Linked DNA regions of Mus musculus: all the other regions are linked to region 4. Evidence: chromatin contacts called from public promoter capture Hi-C data. All regions are on one chromosome and are shown on one strand. The core of a region is the stretch at or near the end of the contact, and the rest is flanking DNA. Distances in the headings are between cores, read along the strand shown. Region 1 holds the start of Tk2 (thymidine kinase 2, mitochondrial). Region 2 holds the start of Pkd1l3 (polycystic kidney disease 1 like 3). Region 3 holds the start of Cmtm4 (CKLF-like MARVEL transmembrane domain containing 4). Region 4 holds the start of Pdf (peptide deformylase (mitochondrial)). Region 5 holds the start of Pdp2 (pyruvate dehyrogenase phosphatase catalytic subunit 2). Region 6 holds the start of Nae1 (NEDD8 activating enzyme E1 subunit 1).

Region 1 (2,700 bases), core at 156-2,655, 2.8 Mb before region 4:
ACTTCCTTTGACCTCACAGCCCCAACCCCCAGAGCCTGCCTGTCAAGCACCTCCTGACTGAGGCCACCCTGAGGTCCCTCGTGGATTCTCTGGTCTCCACTAGACAGCAGAAGGAAGTGAGAAGAACACTTCCCCCCACATCTGGGCGGGGCAATCGGCAGTGAAGCAAATAGATGCAATTTAAGCCGTTTAGATGGCTCGGTCAGCATCTTTGGCAGTTCACAAACACCTGAACATGAGTGCTTACTACCTGAATGCAGCTCGAGGCCCCACTCCCGCCCGTACACACAAGAAATGGCTAACGGTGATGGAATCTAAGGAGAGGAACCGGGCCACAAGAAGGAAGAGAGATTTGTGACCCTGGATATCGTCTTGGGTTTGGTTTTTCACTGTGCGCACCATTGTTTTTGTTCTCCGCCTCAAAAAAAAAAAAAAAAAAAAAAACAAAACCAAACCGAAATTACGCTGGAGAAAGCATGCAAAGAGAAACTTACCACTGCTTTTTTCTCCTTATCATTTTCTCTATCTTTATCTAAAAAAGGAAAGGAAATCGATGTTTCAATTATTCACTCTGCTCTGTGCTGACCTGATAAATGACCACACAGTCATTGCGTATGCGTGTTCCCTGGCTTACAAAAAATGTTTGCCATTCTTGGGACTCTCTACAGTTGGGTCCGTATGTGTCGCTGTACTGGGCCCAGGCCCATGTGTGCTTGCTTAGTTTCCTTTGCTCGGTACATTCTACTTTCCGTTTCACCTGGATTGTGTGCTTAGGATCTTCACAGCGCACCCAGGGATAACCTACACTCTGAGAGATTCCAAGGGTTGGGACCCAGGCTGTCTAGGCCAAGACTGGCAACACTGCCAACCCACCTGGCAGCAGCAGCCCGAGGCCAATGAAAGCTATGTCACCTGGCTTCCATTTCCGAAGAGAAAGATCCGCACTGCCAGCAAGAGGAGAAAGTCGCAAGCCTGAACCCGCCCCCTAGGTCCGCAGACACCTGCATCCACTAAGAGCTGATTAAATACAGCTCGTGCCCCAACTAGCCACCTCCCAAGCCTAAAGAATCTGACAATAAAAAATAAAAATTAAAAAAATGGGCCGAGAAGCCGCGTTTGAGCCCCACTAAGTGCCGATCCTGACAGTTCATTAGGGTCCCACAGTCCCCAGACCCTTCCTGGGGACTAGCAGGTGAGGGGGCGGGGTTCAGTGTGGCCCCTACGAGGTGGCACAAAAGCACTAGTTACCCGGAGGCCAGGCGCGGCGAGGTGCCCACAGCGGCCCGGCGCCCGAATCGAGGCTCCCGGGGCTCCCGGAGCTCCCCGGGCCCACGCTACGCAGGGACCGGGCAGCCCAACTACGCAGCGACCGCAGCAGCATAGTCCCTGGCTGATGTGCAAGTCCTACTTCCTTCCGGTGCGTCCTGGAGCCCCGCCCCACCCCTTGTCCGGCCCCGCCCCTTAAGGGATCCGCTAGTATTTCTCCCTCTAGGCTACACCGAAGAGATTCAAAGTGAGGATTTCCCCACTTACAGACCGCAGAATGGCCCTGACCCAAGTAGATTTAGAGAATGGATGGCATAATAATGCCGGGGACTGCTTAGTATATCCGATTACTTCCTTGGTTGCCGGCTCCATCCACACCTCGCACCGCCTACTCAGGATGTCCTGTATTTTCCTTCGAAAATACTCTGCAAGTAGACCTTGTCAAACTTGGGAACATTTTCCAAGCTTGTCCTTGGGCTTCAAAGGGCCCTCCTAGGTTTAATCCCCACCATCACAAAAAACAGTGTGAGGGACACAGGTGAGAGGGCCGTGAAAGCCATTGTTCCCAAATGTTACAGTCTTTGACATTTTCAACGTTTGGATTTTAATGTTCCTCGGGAAAGCATAACGAATATCTCCCCTGAATGAACAAAAAAGGGATAAGAAAAAAAGCATGTAAGGCCAACTTGTAAGCAAAAATAAGCTTGGGTACTATAATTCACCCATTCAAGACCAATAAGCCCAGATGTTGCCGCCTTGACTGTATATGGGCAGTTACAATGCGTGTAAAGAAGATTTCCACTTCTTCCAGGTGGCAAGATGCTGGCAGTCGTCTTGGGCAAAATGAAGAAAGACATTTTCTGGGTTTTGTTTTACTCTTTTAGATCTGTAACAAAAAAGCCATCACCCTAACAGGGCTTCCTGTTTATTTGCTAGGCACCTAGTAAAGGCAAATAAAATCTTCAAATTCAAAGTCGACAGTTGTGTGTGTGTGTGTGTGTGTGTGTGTGTGTGTGTGTGTGAGCGTCTTGGGGTGAGATTGTTGGTAACTGTTGATCAGATTCAGCCAAATGAACAGATCTTAGATGGGCAGGATCCAAAGAGATCTAAATGGACTGGGGTTGTGGGCTAGTTAATTCTTACCAAGGCAACACAAACTAGAAACACCTCGGGAAAGGGAGCCTCAATTGAGAAACTGGCTGCGGCAGATTGGCCTGTGCGCATGTCTGTGGAGCATATTCCTGTTGCTAATTGATGAAGGAGGGGTTTTGTTGTTGTTGTTGTTTTGTTTTGTTTTTGTTTTTTGCCTCCTTGCTATGGGCAATGCTGTCCCTGGGCAGGTGAGCTGCGGGTCTTTATGAATGAGCAAACCAGAGAACTACTGAAGCTGATAAACACTCTTAGTTCTTCTGCTTCTGCTTCTTCTGCCTCCGG
Region 2 (2,700 bases), core at 183-2,682, 2.6 Mb after region 4:
GAATTGAACCTGGGTCCTCTGCAAGAACTAGTGCTACTAACCATGGAGCCATCTTTCCAGCCCCCTATGATTGAGTTTTTCAAATAAATACTCTCCTTGTCAGCCCAGTATTCTGGCAAAGGATTGTATCCAGGATGTATAAAGGGACTCCCAAAAAAAGTTATTAGGAGAATAAGTAATGCAGTCAATAAATGGCAAATGATCTGAGCTGACACTTCTCAGACAGCTGGTAAATATGGGGAGGGGAGATGCTACACACCCTGTGTTAGACTGAGTTGCCACAGAAATAAAAAAATAAACTGGCCTTCCCTGGGAACACTTTGTCCTTTTCTCAGCACAATGAAAGGTGATGGTCTCTCCGCAGGAACAAGGACCATGTACATGTGGAGTTGGGGTCTTGGGGGCAGAAGAGCCCAGTCCATCTGCAGGTCATTTCCCCTGTAGTCAGGAAGTGGTAGCTCCCAGCGGGTTTGTGTGGATCTCCTGATTAGGAGCTTCCATAGATGTCATCTGTCAATCAACTTTCCTGCCCAGAGCCTCTCAGCCCAGCTGCTGCTTAGACACCATTAACCCTTCATCCTCAGCCATCAGGAAAATACAACCCGAAGCTATGCTGGGAATCCATTTCACGTCACTCAGAATGGCCCTCATCAAAATCGGGGAAAGTTACCTTTATACACTGTTGGTGGGAGTGTAACCACGTGTAACCTGTAGCAAACAATAGGGAGGTTCCTAAAAAAACAAACTACAAGGATGCTATATGACTCTGCTATATGAAGACTAGGTGTATACCCACAGGGAATGAAGTCAGCACTCAGAAGAGAGCCTGTGTGTCCATATTAATACTCAGTACTGTTAACCATAGCCAAGCTACAGCAGTGGCTCAGGTGCCTGTAAACAGATGACAGATGAATAGATAAAAAAGAGGATATATATATATATATATATATATATATATATATATATGTGTGTGTGTGTGTGTGTGTGTGTGTGTGTGTGTGTATGTATATATGTGTGTGTGTATAGATAGATAGATAGATAGATAGATAGATAGACTTTTAATACCAACACTCAAGAGGCTGAGGCAAGTGGATCTCTCTGAGTTCAAGTCCAGCCTGGTCTACATAGTGAGTTCCAGGACAGCTAGGGATACATAGTGAGACCCTGTCTTGAAAATAACAACAACAAAAGAAAGTTTTCCTTTTCATAAAAAAGTATCCATTTTTCTGGACACATACCTCATTGCTAGGGTGCTTGTATAGAGTGCATAAGGTTCTGTGTTAGAGCCCATGCTTTAAGAACTAAGCTCGCCAAGTCTAGTAACACTGGTTTCGATATCCACCAACCTCTCCCTGCTTGCAGGTAGCTTTGGCGTCATAATGGGTCTTTATTTGCTAAAGATACATCTGGGCGTGTAGACACAGATGGAGACATTGGTGCCCCCGACTGTAAAGCCCCGTTTGCTATTCATTTGCAGCCGGTGAGAAATAGCTTCCCTAAACAAAACAAAACCTTTATCTCCTTGGCAGGTTGTTCCCAACCCACAAAAGAACAATACGGACGATTCTGACAAACTCACTGAGTCCTATTTAAAAGCCCAGGCAGCTGCCAAGCCTCCGTACATCTTCTCTCTTCTCACTCGAGCCTCCGTACATCTCTCTTCTCACTCGAGCCTCCGTACATCTTCTCTCTTCTCACTCGGCACAGAGAGAAAAATGCTCTTGCAGAGGCGGTCCTGGCTCTGGCTGTACATTAGAATCGGTGTCATTCTGGGTGATATTTTGGGACGTAAACCAAGCATCCGGGAGCAACATGGGGGAAACAGCTGCTATCAGCTTAACAGACTTTTCTGTGACTTCCAGGAAGCAGATAACTACTGCCACGCCCAGAGAGGACGCCTAGCCCACACGTGGAACCCCAAGCTTCGGGGTTTCCTAAAAAGCTTCCTGAATGAAGAAACAGTGTGGTGGGTCAGGGGAAACCTGACGCTGCCCGGATCGCATCCAGGGATAAATCAGACAGGTAGGGCTCTCGTGTTGAATGTTGAGGGGAAAAGCTTTCTTGGGCTGTGTTCTAGGGTGGAAGAAAGTCATCTTTGGCCTTTCCACTTTTTTTTTTTTTTTTTCAGATTACATTTTAAGGTATTGTTTTTTCCCTTTTTGAGATTTATTTATTTTACGTATGAGTGCTTTATCTGCACATCTACCTGCTTGCCAGAAGAGGGCATCAGATCGATTACAGATGGTTGTGAGTGTCCATGTGGTTGCTGAGAATTGAACTCGGGACCTCTGAAAGAGCAGCCAGTGCTTTTAACTTCTGAGCCATCTCTCCAGCCCCCTTTCAGCTTTTATAATCAGAAAAAGGGTTAGTTTGACCATCAATCTCTCTCCATACGCTTTCCACTTTTGTGTCTCGGCCAACATTTGTCTCCATAGCAATGGCAATGTACTTTTTCCCCCCCTGAGACAGGGTCTGTCTGTGTAGCCTTGGCTGTCCTGGAATGTGCTCTGTAGATCACGTTCCAGGCCTTGAACTCACAGAGATCCTCCTGCCTGTGCCTCCTGAGTGCTGGGATTAAAGGTGTGCACCATCATTGACCGGTGGCAATGAGCTTTTTGTCAGAGCCTGTCTAAAACTTAATTCCTGAGTCTTCATGTATGGTGTTATTTTGCTTTATTTGATTTGGGGTATCTGGAATTT
Region 3 (2,700 bases), core at 82-2,581, 2.7 Mb before region 4:
AAGGGCTTCTCTGTCAGGGTGACAAGTCTATAAAGTTTTGAGGCCTCGGTGAAAGGCTACCTGTGACAGAGAATAGGAGGAATACAAAGGTTTTTTTTTTAAACTGGACTGTGCCCAGTCCACCACAAAGATAAACTACACTGCCCAAAGGGACCTGCTACAAAACCACAAAACCGAAACAGAACCCACAAGCCCCTGAACCAAACACTCTGGGGGGTCGCGGGGGGGGGGGGACCCACCAAGAAATGTGCTCTCGAATGCCTAAGTCCAACAGAAAGTTCCCCGTATCTGTCACCTCCCAAACTGGCCGCCCTCCCAGAGTGACTTAACTCTGGGTACCAATTTGGGCAGTCCCAAGAAGCCACCACCAGTGCTGAGACTACAGGATGCTATGAAGGAAGCCAACGTCCGCAGTAAAGACTGGAGGCTTTGTGGGTAGATCTGGACTCCCCCACTGCATCTGGGCTACACGCCTCCATTCAACAAATATTTATTGAGCATCCACCATCTGCTGGGCACCCTGCTAGGCGCCAGGGAGGAAACCATGCCACAGCCCCCGGCCTCTGTTAGCAGAGAACCGTCTGGGGGTTACGCGAGCCGGAAAACCTGCTACAAGTTGCTAAGCACAGTAGTAGCCAGGCGATGGCACGGCCCTCGCAACCGGCTCTGCGCACCAACCTCTTGTCGATGAAGCAGGGAGGGCACAGGTAGGCCCCGGAGCAGGTGTGCAGGCACCAGGCACCCCTGAGGCTTCGGAGCTGCAAAAGGCAGACTCCGGCCGAGGGCGCGGTCCCCAGAGGAGCAGGGACTGCAGCCCAAGGACCTCGGAGTACGGAGTGCGCGGAGCGGGGACCGCGCAGCCCGAACCCGACTCTGGTCGGCCGGGCCTTCCCCCGCGGCCGGGTGCGGGTAAAGAAGGCGCGGGCTAGGCCGCCGACCCGCCCGCTCGTACCTGGAGCCCCGCCCGGCACCTACCACTTGGGCGACCTTGAGGCGGCCGAGCGCGCCGCGCAGGTAGTCCGGGTCGCAGCGCAGGCCGGCCAGCCCGCGGCGCTGGCTCACCGGCTCGGTGGTGGGTTGGTACGGGCTGCTGGCGCCCGAGATCATGGAGGTGCTCGAGGCCTCGCCCTCGAAGCCGTCCAGCTCCTCGCCGCCCCGCATGCTGCCGCCCCGCGCGGCCGGTTCCCCCGGCGCCTGGAGCGGGCAGGCTCAGAGCGGCCGCCGCATCGCCGTCGCCAGACCACCCCACCGCCGCCGCCTCTGCGCCCGCCGCCCGCTGCGGCCGCGGCTCGGTCCGCTGGGGCTCGGCTCCCGCCGCCTCGGCAGCGGAAAGGGAGGGAGGCGGGAGCGGGCGCCGAGGGAAGGAGGCGGGAGCCGCGCGCCGGCCCGGAGGGGGCGGAGACTGCGGCCGGCGCGGGGAGGGGCGGGGCGCTGAGGGCTGGGGGCGGGGGGTCGTGGGGGAGAGGAGGGGCGTTGCAGGTTGGGGCGGGGCCGGTGAGGAGCCTTAGTCACGCCCCCACCACGCCCTCACCTGCTGGGCGTCTGGCCCAGACTCCGGGGTGGTCGCCGGCGGCCCTTGCAAGGAAAGGCCCAGACCAAAAGAGGGAAAAAGGGTGGAGAGAATGGAGACTGACCAAAGAGTCACAAAGCTGTTTTCTCTGCCCGCAGCCTTAGAGCCTGCTTTAGAGAAAGTGGGATCGTCTGCAGGTTTAAGTGTGTGTGTTCCCACGCTGGGCACACTGAGACAACCCTATTCTGTGTCAGAGGTACAGCCTGTGAGGGGGTGGGGGAGGTCGGGGTTAATGGAGCCCGCAGAATCCACACAACCCCAGTGTCAATTTGGGATCCAGCATGCTGGCATAGGAGAAATATATGAGCACACAGTAGGTGCTTGGCAACTAATATCAGTTCCCTATCCTGGCTGAGAAAAGTTTTGCTACCTCTAAGCATCAAGCTAGGCGACACTCAAATTTTGCCCTGGAGGCATTAATTATAGACCAATTTGTCATTCAAGTGTGAAGACTAATTTTAAGCTTAAGTAAAACACTAACTTTCTAAGAATTGTCACTTTGACACTGAACCTTTCAGCACCCTGAATACAGATCTGTTCCGGTCCTTGAGGAAGGCACCAAATGAAGTGTTATAATCATTACTATTTTACACAAGTGGAGACAAAGCTTTCAGAGTAGAAGTGGCTTGTCCAAGGGCACCAAATATTCAATGAGTAGAACACAAGGTCTATTTCCAAAGCTGAAAGGATACCAGCTTCAATATTTATATTATTTGACTTACTAAATATTTTGAGGGGGGGGGGACACTTACTGTAAGCTAAGCAATATGCTAAGAATTGAGGACAGGGATGTTGAGAAGTCTCAGTGGGTAAGAGTGTTTGCCACCAAATCTGACCACCTTTGTTTAGTTCCTGTGACCCATGGGTGAAAGAAGAGAGCCAGTCCTTACAAGCTGTCCTCTGGCCTCCAAAAGCACACACCAGAGTCCTGCCACCCCAAGGACAAATGTTAATAGCTTTTTTAAAAACTTGAAGACAGCCGGGCAGTGGTGGCACACGCCTTTAATCCCAGCAGTTGGGAGGCAGAGGCAGGCGGATTTCTGAGTTCGAGGCCAGCCTGGTCTACAGAGTGAGTTCCAGGACAGCCAGGGCTACACAGAGAAACCCTGTCTCAAAAAAACAAAACAATA
Region 4 (2,700 bases), core at 55-2,554:
GCTGAACTCATGCCCAACCTCCTGTCCCTACTTTGTTTCCTGCCCTGGCCATGCCTATTTATATCCTATCTACAGAGGCAGCATCCAAGAGTGAATGTGGATAACAGCTCTTATCCCTCCTAGAAAGGGTACCCCAATTTTGTCCAGTGCCGACTTTTTACTCAGCGTGATTCCCAGCACTACTACAGGGCAAGGATAAGAAATCAAAACTCTTTTCAAGGGCTGTTTATCAAAGGTATTTCATGCCAGGCATGGTGGCACACACCTTTTAATCCCAGCACTCAGGAGGTAGAGGCAGGCGGATTTCTGAGTTCGAGGTCTACAAAGTGAGTTCCAGGACAGCCAGGGCTATACAGAGAAACCCTGTCTCGACCCCCCCCCCCCAAAAGAAAGGTATTTCAGCTTGGCACTGTAGCAAATAACCATATTACATAAAACAATGTGAATGTGAAGCATGGAATGGTTTGTTGCCCTAGTCTGGGTAAATCTGGGTCCCACTTTCTTACACAAGCCCCACCACGATAAACTGGGAAAATCGTGTGTGCAATACAGACACACTTACATGGGAATCTATATACCTACTCATGAGAAAGGGGAAAGACAGGCTCCATATCTAAGGAATCACCCTGCAACCCATCTAGGCGGGCCTGACCTGCTCTTCAGGAGTTCAGTTGGCTCCCGAGTGCCGCTGTGTCTGCACTGTCTCTAGCCAGAGAGAGCAAGACCACCCCGCTGCCCACGTCCCCTGCACCTGAGATCTGCACGGCTTGGAAGCGAGGCACACACGCCAGAAAGCCGGCGACACTCTCGCAGCCCTCGGGGAAGGTGACCAAGCGGCTGTCCAACACTCTCAGACTGGGGTTCACCAGCACCCGAAGTGGGAAGGGTTCCATCTGACGCAGTTCGCGCAGGCGCGGTGAGAAGGCTCGGAGGAGCTTGTCCGGGAACTCGAGCGCCAACACTTGCAGCGGCACCCCGAGCTGCGGCGCACTAAGGCCCACACAGCCACGCCGTCGCATTACCTGCACCATCCGCCCCACCAGCCGCTGCAGCTCCGGCCCCGCTAGCTGCTCGGGTTCCACCGGGGCCGCCACGACGCGCAGCACCGGGTCCCCGACCTGGCACACGTGCGCGTATGGCGGCTGCGGCGCGCCACATACAAGGCGCCTGAGGTACCGCCAGTAGGAGCGCGTGCGCGCCGGGCCCTCCAAGGCGGCCAAGGAGCTGCACCTCTGCGCCCGGCTCCCCGGAACCCACGCCGGCCGCGGCAGCCTGCCCAGCAGCAACATGGCGCGGGGAGACGCCGCGGCCCTTCCTTCCGCTAGCGCCAAAGACGCCGGGAAGCGTAGTTCCCGTGTAACTTCCGGACGCCCATCGTCGGGAACAGCAGGCGAGTGGCGACAGTTGTCGGTTTTATTAAAGCTGCAAATACCACAGGGCCCGCGCTATCCTGGGCAAAGCAACTGCACACACCTTCCCGCTGCAGAAGCGCGTACCCTCAGGGCTGCTCCCCAGGCTGCGGGCAGGGGACACTGCCTATGGCTCCTCCCTCACTCGGTGGCTCGGCTGGCAGCGGCTCCCCCTCCATGGGCTCCTGAGGCAGCGGCTCCCCTGGTTCCCTCTTCTCTGTTACAGGCTCCATGCTCCGCTGCTCCGCAGGGAGCTCTGGAGCTGGGGCCACGAGGTCCGGCCCCAGCTCCTGCTCATCTAAACAGAAAACTGTTTCTCTCTTAGGCAAAATAAAGGCGAGAGGTTCCTGGATGGCGCTGATGTTCACGTGTCCAAGGTTTCCGTGCTTAGAGAGCTGGGTGGGTGAAATGCCTGACCCAGATGGTAGGGAAAAAGAAATGAAAAAGAAAAAAAAAGTTATTAAATTCAATGCAGAGATCTCAGGGATGGTGTGGGGCAGGGGAGGGGACACTCAGAGAAAAGATTTAACACAATTACATATTTCAATACAACAAGAACATCTTTTTGGGTTTTTTGTTTTTTTGAGACCTGGCTATGCTGGAACTCTATAGACCAGGCTGGTCTCTTATCTCACAGAGATCGTCCTGCCTCTGCCTCCCAAATGCTGGTATTAAAGTTGTGCCAGGCTAAGGGCATCTCTGTAATACAAAAGGACAGTTAGTTATATTGGAGCCCCATTGTAAGGGTGGATGGAGCCTGAGCCAGGAGACACTCAGTAAATACTGGAGTCCAGGCACAGATCCCAGCTATTTGGGAGGCAGAGGCAGGAGGATCTCTGAGTTCAAGGCCAGTTGGGTATACCAAGTTAGTTCCAGGGTAGCCAGTGCTATATACTGAGATCCTGTCTAGTGTCAAACCAAAAACAAGGGCTACAGACATGGCTCAGTGGTTAAGTACTCTTCCAGAGGTCCTGAGTTCAATCCCCAACAACGTGGCTCACAACCATCTGTAATGGGATCTGACGCCCTCTTCTGACATACACGCAGGTGTGCATTCAGATAGAGCACTCACATAAAATCTTTAAAAAGACAAAACGAAAACAACAATGATAAAAGCCAGGCTGTGGTGAAGAACACCTTTAATCCCAGCACTCAGGAGATTTACAGAGTTCCAGGACAGCCAGAGTTTCACAGAGGAACCCCTGAAGAGAAATCCCATATCAAAAAACCAACCAAACAAACAAACAAATTTTTTAAAAAATCTTTCCTTTTATCCTAGCTCTTGGGAGGC
Region 5 (2,700 bases), core at 155-2,654, 2.5 Mb before region 4:
AAAGGGGAAGGGGTAGGGTAGGATGGGAGGGGAGAGGGGGACAGGGTAGAGTAACGAAGATCTATCTATGATAGTGTTTGATAGTATTCAGGAGGCTCTAGGTTCAATCCTCAGTATCACAAAACCAAAGCAAAACCCAGAACAAAAACAGGGATTTAGCAAACGCCTTTAATCCCAGAATTTGGGAGGCAGAAGTAGGTGGATCTTTGTACATTGGAGACCAGCCGGTTCTACATAGCTAGTTCTAGACCAGCTAGGGCTACCTAGTGAGATGCTACCTCAAAAACACAAATAAAACAAAACACTCCCAAGCAACCACCTCCTTGAGAGGCCTGAGGCCCAGTAAGGGGACACATCACAGAAATACAGCAGGAACACTTTTACCTCAGACGTGACTTTGGGTAAACCAGCTTGCCTTTCTTTCCAGAGACAGCACTCTCAGACCTTTCTGCTATCTCTTATCTCTCTTTGACTTCAAGAAAGGACTCTACTGACTCACACATTATAAGGTGAAGACCAGACTCAGCTATTGTTAGGACCAGAAGGCAAGGAGGGAAAGCTCTGGACCTCTCTGGTTCTGGCTCTCCCAAGCTACCAACAAGTAAAGGTGCGGCTAACATCACTTGTCGCTAAGAGGCCAATGTAATTGAGAATTCAAAATGGTGGTTAGTAAGGAGCCAATGAACTCTTTAGATCAGAAATGTGAGTATTAGAAGGTTCCTTCTAGCTGTTTGTAAAGGAAGGAAAATCGGTTGGGACTAAGTGTAATTTGGAAGTAGGGGGCCTTAAAGGCTTTGGAGTCTGGCATTGGCAAATGGATGGGTGGGAAGGGACTTAGGAGGTGGGAATGACAGGATTAAAGTGTGTGACAGTAAGGGAAGCATCAAATTGACCCTGGTGTTTGGACTTGGGTCTTCTGGGGCCGGCGAAGCCATTGCTGGTTTAGGAAGAAAAGCAGGTTTGACTGGAAGATAAGGTCAGGGCAAGTAGAACCTAGAGTGTCCATAAAGCCTTCAAGATAGGTGTCCAAAGATAATAAAGATGTGGCACTTTGGAGAGAGGCTTGGAGGGAACGGAACAAAACCCGGGAGGAATCTATGTGAGAATGAACTGTAAAGAACTGGAGAGGTCTCTTGGTTCTGGCTTTGCAGGGTGTGGTGATAAGGGAAGCTTGGGGAAGAGCCCCACGTGACGACCTACTGGCGCAGCGGCTGCACAAAAGCCACGGGTAACCCCAGGGGGTAGAGTGCAGGGTGGCCCCTCCCGGCCCCGCCCCTCTGCCTTCCTTTTGCCCTCCTCATCCATTGGGTAATCTCAATGTCCGTCAAGGGCCCGCCTCCAAGGATAAGCCAATCAGGAATGGCGGGAGGGATATTTCTTTTGGTGCTGGTTCCTCGACTGGGGGCCTCTCCAGGGAAGTAAAACCCAGTCGCAGCAACCGCGGAACTGTGCTCAGGACCAGAGTGAGCCGAGAGGATCCGCCGAGTGCCAGCGGCGCCAGCTGGGGAGGAGAGGACGAGGATACGAGGTAAGGAAGGGGACGATTCGGGGTGCGGACGCCTTCCCTAGCCTAGTTTACGGGTACCTCAGGTGATGGGGCGGAGAGGGGGATGAGGTGAGAGGGCGGGACGAGCTGGCCCCTGGTCATGGTCACCCCACTCGCGCGCACGCGCCACGTGGGCCCGCGCACTGGTGGAGGAGACGACTGCTTAGCCGGTTCTCTGCACCAGCTTCCTTAGTACTGGAGCACCGGTGAGCTGGACGTCGCAACTGGATTCTTACACCTTGGAAAGCCAAGGCTCAGCCACTAAACGGGGGCTGGGATTTCTTAGAGCCTTGCGGTCCAGCCAAGAAATCAAGAGACTTGGTTTCTTTAGGGGTGCTAAATTCTTTCTGTCCCATTGGAGGCGAATGGTTTTCATTGCGCACAGCTGCCTGTCCTTTCTGCAGGGTCAAGGGGCGTCTGAGGCCATCTGCCCCTGTCCGACCTCATCTGTCCCAAGTTCAGCGGGATGGGTATTGGCTTTGGGAAATCGGTTTGACAGTGCGTTTATACCCTTTGACCTACTGGTTTTGGAAATAAGTAAGGGAAAGGTGACTGCAAATGCCATGTAATTTGGTACCAGGTTAGTGGAAACAAGCTCCAAGTCACCAGTAGTTGTGAATGTTTATGCCAAAAACCATAAATAGTACTATCACTGAAAACATTGCCTTTAATAGGAAATCATGTTCACAGTAGTTGGCCCAATGATATAAAAATCTGTACAGAATGTATCCCAAGGACAAAAATAGTGGCTCCCTCCTTTTGTTGATTTTTGAGACAGTTTCTCTGTGTACCTGGTCTCAAATTCTGCCTGCCTTTTCCTTCTAAGTGCTGGGATTAAAGGCGTGCACCCACACTCCCAGTTTCAACCCCCCCCCCCCATTCCCATGGGCTTACTTTGTCAAGCAAAGTAACAGTCTGCAATGTAGATCAGGCTGGCTTTGAACTCACAGATCAGCTTGCCTCTTCACCTTTGCTTCCGGAATTCTGGAATTAAAGGCGTGATAGCACTGTGACGGCTCAGAAGTGTCGTATTTTATTAAGTCTTTACAGAACGTTGTGAAATCTTGACATGGTGCACACACTTTTAATCTCATGAGGTATTGAGAACGTCAGAGCAGGCAGATCTCTGATTTTGAGGACAGCTTGACCTACAC
Region 6 (2,700 bases), core at 55-2,554, 2.5 Mb before region 4:
TGGTTTAGATGTGCCCTGTCCAAATGGTTTCTGAGTACTAGAAATGCAGCTGGCATGAATTAAGACATTTTTAAAATGTGTATGATACCTGATTTATAAGACTCTGTGAACAACAACAACAAAAATAGCTTGGTAATTTTAACAATAATTACGTTGAAATTGTAATGTTTTGGAATACTAGGTTAGATAAACACTGTCAAATTTGATTCTGGGATTGGGGAATGTAGCTCAATTTGGCAAGCAGGCATGATGTCCAGAGTTCCAGCCTCAATACTTCATAAACCGGGTGTAATAGTCCACACTTATAATCTCAGCTGTTGGGGAAAAAGAGGCAGAAGGATTGCATCAAGTCTGAGCGCAGTCTGCTCTACATTGCAAGTCCAGGCGGCCACTCAAAGGTAAAAGACAAAAAAAAAAAAAAAAAGGGGTGGGGTGGGGGAGCAAAAACTTATTTTTGAGTCTGGCTGGGCAGTGAGCATCTTCAATCTCAGCACTTGAGACCTGGGACGTAGGCGCTTGAGTTCAAGACTGGCCTACTTAAGACCATGTCTCTATATAAACGAGAGGGGTGGGGAGAACTAGTAGCAAAACTTATTTTCCTGTCTCTTTATTCTCCCGGTTCCCAAGGTCTTCCAATGGAGGCCAGGCTGGCTTTCAGTTTCCGATCCACCTGCCTCTGCTTCTCAAGTCCTTGGGATTACCATGTCTAGCTTCTTTTAACTTTATTTGAAAGGTGCCTACTGGAAAATGTGTAATTACGAACACGGTTTGCTCCGATAAAGCTAGCATGACGCATTTCTATTGGCCAGCGCGGGCGTAGACCAATACCTGCCGGGGCGCAGCGCTCGGCGGTCGGGCAGGATGGGGTGCTCCCACCCCCCTCGTTTAGCGAACGAGTAGGGAGGGCCTGCCGAGACTGTGCAGCCCAGTGGGTTGGCGGAGACACCGCGCACCGCAAACCGCGGACAGCCAGCCGTGCGGGAAGGGGCGAGCCGGCCTTCGCCGAACACTCGGGCCAGTGGCCGGATCCCAGAGCGCCGGCTCCCCACGCCCTGCACGGCCGGCCGCAGCCGCAGGCCCGTGGGAGGCCGGCCTACCCGGCCTAGGCACTTAGGCCCCGCGGGTGTCAGGAGAGCCCGCCAGCCTGGCCGGCTTGCTCACTCGTAAACCCCGGCTCACCTCAGCTGCCGGTCGTACTTTTGCTCCTTGAGTATCTTCCCTGGCTGCGCCATGGCCGCGCCTGGCCCGCGAACAGCAAAGCCGCCTAAGGAGGCCGCCACCCACTCGGCCTCACGCAGGCGCACTAAGCGCCCTCCTCCAGCGCGCAGCCAGTAGGGGGCGCCGACGCTGCACTGCGCACGCGTCACTGGGAAGCCGGGGGAAACCTGAGGTTGAGTTCCACAGAATGTTTCTCTCTCTCTACCTGCAGTAATTGTGGAGAACTCCGACTTTTAAATCGAGTGATAATCCTTATCACTGATAAACCTTAGTCCTCTTCTGGGTGAGTTCACCGTTCCTGAGACTCCTCCAAGAGGAACAATACACCAGCATACTTGTATATAGTATTCTATATAGAGAAGCTACCCTGATGGGTAGACAGAGGGGCCCCACCCCACGGCTTCCCTCCAAGAATTGTTCCCCGTGGTGACGCAAGGGAAAGGGGGTTTTGAACGAGATGAAACGGCATCAGGAGACAAATGAGAAGTGGACTTGGGGGACGGGAGGGTGTCTGAGAAGCAGCCAGAGTTGCCTGTGAAGCCCATGAACAAGGAGGAAATTAAAGCTATCATCGATTCATGTGACACAGGATGACTGTCCCTTGGTGGCCGATGCTAAGGAAGGAGCTTATGAGCAAGTTGAGGACAAGAGGGAAGAAGAGGCTTGCTGACAAGTAAGAATTGCTTTCCTCTATCCCAAATCCTAGAGGAGTCTCCAGATTCATGATTGCCAGATGCACTTGCACGTCCTGAGATTATTATCCCAGCACATGATGAGTGTACATCCACACATAAAATCCTTCCAGCCTTGTGGGGTGAGGGACCAAAGAGACGGCTCCATTTGACAGTAATATTGCAGTGCTAACAAATGCACTTCCCCTGGGCACAGTGTTAGGACACAAGGTGAGGGGACACCCTGCTGTGACCTCCCTCCCCCAACCCCTATGGAACCCAACTGATGGGAGAAAAGGGGCGTTAGGCGTTCCCAGCTCATTATGTGCTTGTGCATGTCTGTCAGTTGTCACATTCCCTCTCCAGTTAGACAGGTGAAACGTGAGCGATATAAAATACACCCAGGGAATGTGAGAAGGTCAAAAGTGAAAGTGAAAGTTCACTACATAGCCTTGCATACACCTTGGCCCCAGGAAAGGAAAGATGGACAAATGTAATTGGAAACAACAACATCAGGGGCCGAGGGTGCTGTACTGCCTGCGACTGTGTGATTTTGAGAAGCATTCAGTTGTTAGTAAGTGGACAAGGATACCTCAGAGCATGCACTTCTTACAACTTTTTAATGTTTATTGATTGGTGTGTGTGCAAGAATGCCATCATGCACTCGTGGAGGACAGAGGACCATTTGCAGAAGTCACTTCTCGTCCTCTTCAACACAGGTTCGAGGGATAAGCCCAAATCTTCCAGCTTGCTGAGCCATCTTGCCACCTCTCCTTTGAGGAAAACTTATTCTTAAATGTATGTGTGAGGT

What was found. Promoter capture Hi-C pulls out the DNA fragments that hold promoters and counts their contacts.
Region 1: a contact with region 4 is called in a promoter capture Hi-C map of pre-B cells, with 4 times the contacts expected there. The contact joins the promoter of Tk2 here to the promoter of Pdf in region 4. A contact is called at or near these places in 2 of 39 promoter capture datasets (the C10 cell line and pre-B cells).
Region 2: a contact with region 4 is called in a promoter capture Hi-C map of pre-B cells, with 8 times the contacts expected there. The contact joins the promoter of Pkd1l3 here to the promoter of Pdf in region 4. A contact is called at or near these places in 10 of 39 promoter capture datasets (the 3T3-L1 cell line, the C10 cell line, the HPC-7 cell line and 6 more), 6 of 115 datasets of contacts at active chromatin or transcription factors (acute myeloid leukemia, astrocytes, embryonic forebrain and 3 more) and 1 of 9 other capture datasets (liver).
Region 3: a contact with region 4 is called in a promoter capture Hi-C map of embryonic stem cells. The contact joins the promoter of Cmtm4 here to the promoter of Pdf in region 4.
Region 5: a contact with region 4 is called in a promoter capture Hi-C map of liver, with 4 times the contacts expected there. The contact joins the promoter of Pdp2 here to the promoter of Pdf in region 4. A contact is called at or near these places in 3 of 39 promoter capture datasets (liver and pre-B cells).
Region 6: a contact with region 4 is called in a promoter capture Hi-C map of liver, with 2.9 times the contacts expected there. The contact joins the promoter of Nae1 here to the promoter of Pdf in region 4. A contact is called at or near these places in 2 of 39 promoter capture datasets (both in liver).

The regions. Positions count from the first base shown.
Region 1 is chr8:104,247,153-104,249,852 of GRCm38.p6, forward strand. It overlaps Tk2 (thymidine kinase 2, mitochondrial), which reads right to left and starts at 1,406. Exons shown (of 10, transcript NM_021028.3): 1 at 1,249-1,406; 2 at 495-532. The coding sequence starts at 1,381.
Region 2 is chr8:109,612,802-109,615,501 of GRCm38.p6, forward strand. Pkd1l3 (polycystic kidney disease 1 like 3) reads left to right here and starts at 1,433. Exons shown (of 33, transcript NM_001286454.2): 1 at 1,433-2,022. The coding sequence starts at 1,716.
Region 3 is chr8:104,394,476-104,397,175 of GRCm38.p6, forward strand. Cmtm4 (CKLF-like MARVEL transmembrane domain containing 4) reads right to left here and starts at 1,332. Exons shown (of 4, transcript NM_153582.5): 1 at 976-1,332. The coding sequence starts at 1,161.
Region 4 is chr8:107,047,310-107,050,009 of GRCm38.p6, forward strand. Pdf (peptide deformylase (mitochondrial)) reads right to left here and starts at 1,305. Exons shown (of 2, transcript NM_026513.2): 1 at 752-1,305. The coding sequence starts at 1,289. It overlaps Cog8 (component of oligomeric golgi complex 8), which reads right to left. Exons shown (of 5, transcript NM_139229.4): 5 at 1,400-1,821. The coding sequence ends at 1,499.
Region 5 is chr8:104,590,068-104,592,767 of GRCm38.p6, forward strand. Pdp2 (pyruvate dehyrogenase phosphatase catalytic subunit 2) reads left to right here and starts at 1,405. Exons shown (of 2, transcript NM_001024606.2): 1 at 1,405-1,528.
Region 6 is chr8:104,533,333-104,536,032 of GRCm38.p6, forward strand. It overlaps Nae1 (NEDD8 activating enzyme E1 subunit 1), which reads right to left and starts at 1,305. Exons shown (of 20, transcript NM_144931.3): 1 at 1,180-1,305. The coding sequence starts at 1,232. It also overlaps a transcript of Car7 not described here.